2 separate regions of the Gossypium hirsutum genome follow, and region 1 is linked to region 2. Evidence: chromatin contacts called from public Hi-C data. All regions are on one chromosome and are shown on one strand. Each heading gives the region's core, a stretch centred on a gene start, on an enhancer-like site or on the middle of the called end of the contact. The rest is flanking DNA. Distances are from core to core; before and after follow the strand shown. Region 1 holds the start of LOC107910668 (serine/threonine-protein kinase tricornered). Region 2 holds the start of LOC107910648 (coatomer subunit epsilon-1).

Region 1 (4,313 bases), core at 1,491-3,990, 230 kb after region 2:
ATGCAAAATAATATAATATTCCTCATCTAATGACATCTGCAAAGTATAAACAAATAATTTTCTAAGCAAAAAAATTTAAAAAACTCACTACCTACATCGAGAACACTTTGAATACAATACAAAATAGTAGCATATGTCTACAATTTTAACATCTTTTGATTGGGTAACAGAAATCAACAGCATCGGGACCACTGTCACATCACAAATCGACAAAACAAAACCTACATTGTGGCACTAAAATTGCAATAATAAATCACAAATAACCATATACAATTTTAACAACAGCTTTATCAACAACATCGAGACCATTGTCGCATCACAAATTGACAAAACAAACCTTACATTGTGGCACTGAAATTGCAATAATAAATCACAAATAACCATCTACAAGTTTAACAACAACTTTATCAACAACATTGGGACCACTGTCGCATCACAAATCGACAAAACAAACCCTACATTGTGGCACTGAAATTACAATAATAAATCACAAATAATCAACAAACTAAACCAAAAATGGAATTTATTTTCCCAACAAACCAAATAAGAAAGCACCTACCTTTCGATTTTGGGTTTCGGAAACTGCTCACAATTGTTGAAGCTTTTTCATTCTTAAAATTTTTAGGGATTCAACGATTTGGTTCGTAAAAGTTTTACAGATTTCAAGAATATTTCGAAATGCTAATGATTTAGGGATTTCAAGATTTTAGGGATTTAATAAAGATTTCGAATGTTATGGATTTGGGGATTTTACCATTTGGGGAATTTAACGAGTTGGGGATTTTAGAACTTGTGAAAAAAAGTTTCGAATTTTTGGGTTTGAGATTATTTGGGGAATTTAGGGCTTTTTTTGTTTTATGTTCATTAAATTTGTTTAATTTTTTTGCCACATCAGCGTTATTATTTAAATGTCTATCACATCATCAGTCAACTGAAATGCCACATAGACCAATTTTTTTGACCGACTGTTAATTAATGGTCAGCTGACCGTTGCCGTTTCAACTGGGTTGATGTCTAAAAAATCAATTACATTGAGCGCCGAAATCAGAAAAAAAAAGGTTAGGGGCATATATCCAAAAGCCCCAAAGGTTTAGGGCTTTTTTTGTTTTTGTAATTATGCCTTTTAATAATTCTAAGTGAGAAAAGGTAATTAATCTAGCTCTTTCATGTCATAGTAATTAAACTTGTGAATTGTTGCTTTTTATTCTGTGTTTACATTTCCATTAGTTTTTGCATACTTAGTTAATTTTAGTTAAGTTAATTAGTTAATTCAATCTACTCCTAATTATTTTCATCGTCAATTTGCTAAGTTTTTATTTTCACAATATTTGTCTTTACAGTCCATGTGGAGATGATATTTTTTACTTACTACTTTATTACTTGTTGACGACTGTGTATATTTGCACATCATTCAAATATTTCACGACATTCCATGAAATGATAAGAATATCTATTAACCATTTTATATGTGTTATTCTAATTATGTTGGTTAACATGATTATAAATTCTTATGCTTAACTTTCCTTATGTGATGTAATTGAGAATGTTGTAATAAGTATTGATGTTCTGATGGCATTTGGTATGCTCACTTTCAACAAAGTAAGTATAGTGAATTCCATTTGAACTTACTAAGGATTATTTGCTTACACACTATTATTTTGTGCGTTGATTTTTTATTCGATGGGACTTGATTCCTAGCTCTATTTGGGACATCAGACTATCATCGAGGCCTATAATAGTATGAAAGTGACATATTTTTAGTTGTGGTGCCTATATAAGTAAATATGTTAATTTCATATTACTTGGTCTTTATGTTGAATGTTATTCAAATTTGAGCTTGAGAGTCAACATGTTATTTCCCTAACCTATCCTTCTTTTGGTTAATCAATGATATGCATGAATACTTTATTGTCAAGATCATTAGTCACGATTTGAAAGTGTTTTGTAATAATTCTTATATACAATTGAGAGTTCTTTCAGTAGGTTATACACATAGCATGAATAGATGGACTTTGCAAAACATTTAAAATGTGTTTGGGTGAATTTAATGAGTCACGTCATAATTATGAAGATGCAATTTTGCGACTACATAGCCCAATGTTGCGACTTCGCATGTCTCCTCGTTGCAACCTCATTAACTCAGTCAATCACGATGCAACATCATAAGTTTCTTGTCACAATGTCACGCCTGTTTCAACACTGCACCATTTTAAGTCGTTTTGACCTTTCGAAACTCATTTTGGGTTCTGGTCAACTCCAAATAAATCCTAAATGATTTTAAATTATTTTTAGAACTTTCAATTTATCTAAAACATATTTTAATTATTTTATAAAAATGTTTTAAACATTTAATTATTAAATAAATTCTAGATTTCTTACATGTACATGCTTCGGTAGCATCTCTCATCCATACCAATAGTCAGGAACGGGTATGGGGCGTTACAAATAATTCACATTTTATTTATTTGAAAAAAAATGACTCGTTAAGACCAATAAGTTTTTGAGGATGTTATACACATGGCACTGTTTGATTGATCCACATGTCAATTAGAGTCAAAAGTTAACACCGTTAGATCGGAGTACTGGATTGATAACTAAAATAAAAATACATGTACCACTTTAAAACAAAGTCAAAGTTATAGGTACTACATTGAAAATTTTATTAAAGTACAGGGGATTTTTTACCATTACCCCTTAATATTATTACGTATAAAACAATTCATTAAACCATCGTCAAGTTGAACACGGTTTCTAACCCTTGAAACGGAACCCTGGTTACTCCTTGATCTCTCCAATACGTTTTGGCAGGCACTCGAAAACGCGTTAACTCCAATTTGCGCGCCTTTCATGCCAATCCAACGTGGCAGATCATTTAATCGTGCTTTCACGTTAGCCGGCCGGCTCAGGCATGTCTTCAACTGCCACGTGCCGGTTTAACTTCTTACTATTTGTCACTCGTTGCTTTCAGTACCAGCATTATCACCGGTTCTTCGTCCGCCCTTAAACCAACAGCAACTTCCTCGACAACGTCATCGTAACCTGCACGATCTTTAAGCTACAATTAAATTATCTTTTGGCAATAATACCCTCATAATTCAGTTATTAACGCCGATATAGATGATACTATTGTAATATCAGTACATCCAATTTAATGAAATACTATTGTAATATCAGTACATCCCAATTAAATGAAATTATTCAATTAGATTTTTAGTACGCATTCTTTCTTCACTGAAATTTTTAGTTTTTACATTCCTCTTTTTAGTGTTTTTTTTTCTCAGTTGAAGTGAAACAGTGGATTCTGTTTTGATGATTAGGCTTCAGGGTTGAAAGGAAATTATTCTCTTATTTTCCTGAGGTAAATTTTCCGATTTAATTGAAAATTTGGTTTTTCATTATCGGATTTTTGTTTTAATTTTTGAGATATCTATGATAAGAAAGGCTTTACAGAGGAGTGCAATAGAGTAATCAATATGTCATTTTATGAATCTGAAGAACATTTCTTTCTTCCCCTTTCAATTTAATGGGTAACCTGTATTCTCTAACCGAAAAATGCTTCTACAAGTCAAAGAAGACAAATAGTTCGATTGTAAACTATTTTTATTGGCTTTTTTTTATAGAAGTTATTAGAAATTATTTATATATTTATTTTGTAGGTTTTTTAATAGAGTTCGTGTTGTGATTGGGGCTTGTTGATAATGGATTCTGCAAGGAGTTGGTTTAAGAAATTCCAACATAAAAATGAGAAAGTAGAAAATTCACCAAAGAAAAAGAAAGATTTGGAAAATGCGAAGTATGCACATAAGCCTCCCATCGATGGGGCTGAGGCGCCTTCAACTGCCACCAAACAGAAGGCTGCTGCTGCCAAACAGTATATTGAGAACCACTACAAAGCACAGATGAAGAATTTGCAAGACAGAAAGGAGAGGTAATTTGCTAAACACTAGCAGTAAAGTAGCACATCTTATATGACAGGATTGCCTTGCATATTGTAACTCGTGTCAGTACTTGAATTACTTTTGTAAAAGATATGTTGTGCTCCACTATCTATGCTAGGCGCCTTGCTTAGATATTTTATGTTTAGAAACAAATGAATTATGCTGGGGAATTCCAGATCATATGTATATAAATGGTAGTTTCTCTGGTATGGGATTTCTTTTTCATTACTGTTTCTCTTGGTGTTTTATAATTTCGGTTGAACTATTTTCCTAACAATCATCTCTATGGAATATAGACGTTGGATGTTAGAGAGGAAACTTGCTGATGCTGACGTTACTGCAGAAGAGCAAATGAATATGCTTAAGTTTTTAGAG
Region 2 (3,898 bases), core at 1,029-3,528:
TCACATTTTATTTTTAAGATAACTTCTATTAAAAAATCACATTTTTTACATTTAGTATATTTTTTAATTTCAAAATATATAGTGACAAGAATCAGAAGATAATTGAAGCAACTAAGCAATCAAAGAAGCTAACCCGTATATAAAATATTAATAAAAAATTATGAGGGGATGAAAGTTAATAATAAATTTGATTACGATTGACAAATTTGATTACGATGGGTGACAGTGATTACAAGGACTCAAAATCATTTTTTTTAATTTAACTCAAACAAATATATTCGATCCAATTTAATTCGAATTTCATCTCACTCGACTCGATTTGAGAAAATTTAAAATCGAGTTAGGATGATAAAGTAGGATTCGTCAACTCAATTAACTCGAAATTTTTTCATTCAATTCAATTCAATTCAATCGAACACTCACCCCTAACTATATCAACACACTTTCAAAAGTTCTCTTCTAATGAAAACGAAGGGGAAAAAGTATAAGATAACCCTATAAAGCAAAATTAATGAATATCCAACAAGTTTGAAAGCACGAATTATGAATTTGTTCAAGGAAGTTAACTAACATACATATCATCCATGAACTTTGTAGCAACTATCACACAGGGGATGAACGTTGAGAGAATAGATGTGCGAAGAGGGTTGCCTTTGAGTAAACTGATCAAGCTAAACCCAAAATAATACTAATTTAACATTTTCTCAAAAAAAAAAAAAAGCTTTTGAAATTTACAAAAGTGAGGATTCAACAAATCTAGTTGTTTACAAGAGACTAATAGAAATAGAAATAAATTTAAAGGGAATTGAAAGAAAAAAAAAGACCAATTCATCCAATTGATTCCTTAGCTCCATTTAGCCTTTCCTTAATCTTGTTCTTGTTCTTTTGCATTCTCTTCTGTGGTTTTCCATGGATTCAATGTGTATTTTTCTCTAATAAAAATCAAAATGAATAAATCCAAAAATAAATTAAAAAGGAATCGAAAGAATACAAAATATATCAATTAATCCAATCGATTCCTTAGCTCCATCAAGTCTTTCCATCTTCTTCCTCTCTTTGGTTTTCCATGGAACTGAATATATATATGTATATTAATAAAGTGAAATGGATTTTTGGCAAAATGAAGAAAAAGTAAATTGGGTATATTGAAGATGTTCACTAATACATGTATCAAGAAAGGACTCGAGGGGCATAAATATAGCGACACATGAAGAGGTAGAGGAAGTTTATTTGTTAGGCAAGGACTTGAACTCTCAAAGTGGAAAATTTTCTTTTAGTCCCTATAGTAATTACAATATTTTAAGTTAATCAAATGGTAAAACTATATTTCCCCATAAAATTTAAATTTCTGTTGTAGTTCCTTCAAAAGTCAAAATTTTATATTTTAATACCTTAAAAAATTGTAAAATTTTATGTTAATACAATGATAAAAATCCAAAAATTTGAATTGACTTATTTTTTATAACAAGTTGCCATGGGGCAAATGCAACATTTTTTTTTCAAAATTGGATAAATATTATATTTTTTGTTTGTCTTTTTTTAAATGTGAAAAAAAATTGTCTTATTGTGAAAATCAAAGTCAAATGAAAAAAAATTAAGATAAGGATGGAAATATATTAAAGGCTAAAGAAATTGGAAATGATTAAATTATAAGGTAAATTATATAATTAGTAACTAAAATATGGGTAAATTTTTGTTTTTTTCATTTAATTAAAAAAATTTATAATTTGATCACTAAATTATTCAAAAAATTTTATTTAAGCCACTGAACTATTTAAAAAATTTTATTTAAGTCATTGAACTGTTAAATTCTTTTTTTGTTTAAGTTTCACCAGTGAGCTCCAAACAAGAAGTTGACAATCAGTATGGTGGATCAGTCAGTATACATCAATAATAGAAGAACATACCTTAGATCCAAGTTGATTTGACGATCAGTGTAAAAAATCGGAGAAAAAAGCTATTTTAATTTTGATTCGTAGACTCGTCGCATCCTAAGTTGTTTTATAAAAAAAAAAACTTAACTATGGAAAAGAAAAAGAATGAGAGCTTTTAATTGGTGTAAATAGTGCGAACTGAGAAAACTATAGAGTATCGATTTTAACTGCCCAGCGACTTAAATGTAAATTTTTTAATAGTTCAGTAACTAAATTGTAACTTTTTTAGTTAAATGACTAAAACAAAAATTTACTCATAGTTTAATGACTAATGTTGTAGTTTACCCTAAATTATAATAATGAGACTAAATTAAACAAAAACGCATAGTACAAACACCATTTACAGAATTTGAACTAATATTTCTGTTAACCGCTAACCCAATAGGTTAATAGATCTGTCTGATATATTATAGACAGAGAAGAAACGGAAGGAGTCAAGACAGAGTTGAAGGTCTGAAAAAGGAAAAAAGCATTTGTAATTGTAATTGTTTCGAGATCTCTGTGTGTATAGACAGTCTCAAATGGCAGTAGCTGCAGCACCAGATCACTTGTTCCATTTGAGGAACAATTTCTACTTGGGTTCCTTTCAGGCTGCCATCAACAACAGCGATCTTCCCAACCTCTCCCCCGACGACGCCGTCGAGCGCGACTGCCTCGTCTACCGCTCTTACATCGCTCTCGGCAGCTACCAAGTACCCCCTCCCTTTTGTACTCAATTTCATATTCTTTTTCCAATAGTATTTGCAAATCTAAAACTCGTTTTTGTTTCTCTAATCCCAGCTGGTGATCAATGAGATCGACTCCGCCGCTGCAACTCCTCTCCAAGCCGTTAAACTGCTGGCCCTCTATCTCTCCAACCCTCATGATAAGGTGAAATTCGTTTTAGATCTGCTTGAATTTTGTTGTTATAGGTAAAGATCTGCTAGAACAATGGGAAAAATATGTAGTTTTGATAGAGGATTATGATTGGGTTTTGCTGAATATCGCCTTTAGGAATCAACAATTGCGAGCTTGAAAGAATGGTTAGCAGATCCAGCGATTGGAAGCAATGCCTTATTAAGGTTGATTGCTGGAATCGTTTTCATGCATGAAGAAGATTATATTGAAGCTCTTAAACACACCAATGCTGGTGGCACCATGGAACTGTGAGTTTTATTATTCGACTGCATTTTCATTCTTGCTTGGGTTCTGTTATCATTGATGATGCCGAATTCAGCTTCATCAATTCTTGTTCTTTGTTCTATATATTTTCAAATTGGTGACCATTGATTTGCACAGTTAAGTCATCTACCCTTCTTAACAGTCCGGATTCTTGGGCATAGAAGAAAAAGGCTCATAAGATAGGGTAAGATTACCTCCCTTTATATACCTTGAGACTAGTTAGGGCACATACGAGACATAATACTGTCCGAATTCCACTTGAATCAGAATTATGAACACTATATAGCCCTAAATCCTCTGCTATTTCATATTGGTCCAGAATCAGCAGTTGCCCCGTTCAACGTGCTAAAATTCAGACATTTGATAATAGAAAAATGTCATTTTTCTTTTATTTTTTTCTGTAAATGAAAGCACACTGAAATAGTTTAGACACTAGTGTAGAAAATGGATTGAAGTTGTAAAGTGCATTACTAATCTGCTCTCTTCAGAAGGGGGGGGGGATGGGATATTAACCCATGCATGTGGTGTAAGCGTTAAGGATTGGCTTTCCTATAAAAAGGAGACCAGTTGATAACAATGTTATTACAATAATATCAATGTTTATCCACTTTCCCAATCATTGAAGATAATGTGGGAGTGACTAGTTTTATTTTTTATTTTCTTTGCAGTGAGCGAAAGAAAAGAAAAAAGAGTGCACATCCAATTTAAATGGATCAAAATAGGTGTAACTGCTGCATATTGAGTTTCACCTATTTATTTTACTTTATTCTGGTATACCATCCAAAAACTGAAAATCATATTTT

The links. A called contact is a pair of places that touch in the nucleus more often than the background predicts.
Region 1: a contact with region 2 is called in a Hi-C map of leaf, with 1.8 times the contacts expected there. The contact joins the promoter of LOC107910668 here to the promoter of LOC107910648 in region 2. A contact is called at or near these places in 2 of 34 Hi-C or Micro-C datasets (hypocotyl and leaf).

The regions. Positions count from the first base shown.
Region 1 is chrD02:27,243,878-27,248,190 of Gossypium_hirsutum_v2.1, forward strand. It overlaps LOC107910668 (serine/threonine-protein kinase tricornered), which reads left to right and starts at 2,741. Exons shown (of 14, transcript XM_016838606.2): 1 at 2,741-3,358; 2 at 3,657-3,928; 3 at 4,235-4,313. The coding sequence starts at 3,699.
Region 2 is chrD02:27,011,153-27,015,050 of Gossypium_hirsutum_v2.1, forward strand. It overlaps LOC107910648 (coatomer subunit epsilon-1), which reads left to right and starts at 2,279. Exons shown (of 7, transcript XM_016838586.2): 1 at 2,279-2,626; 2 at 2,715-2,804; 3 at 2,928-3,079. The coding sequence starts at 2,456.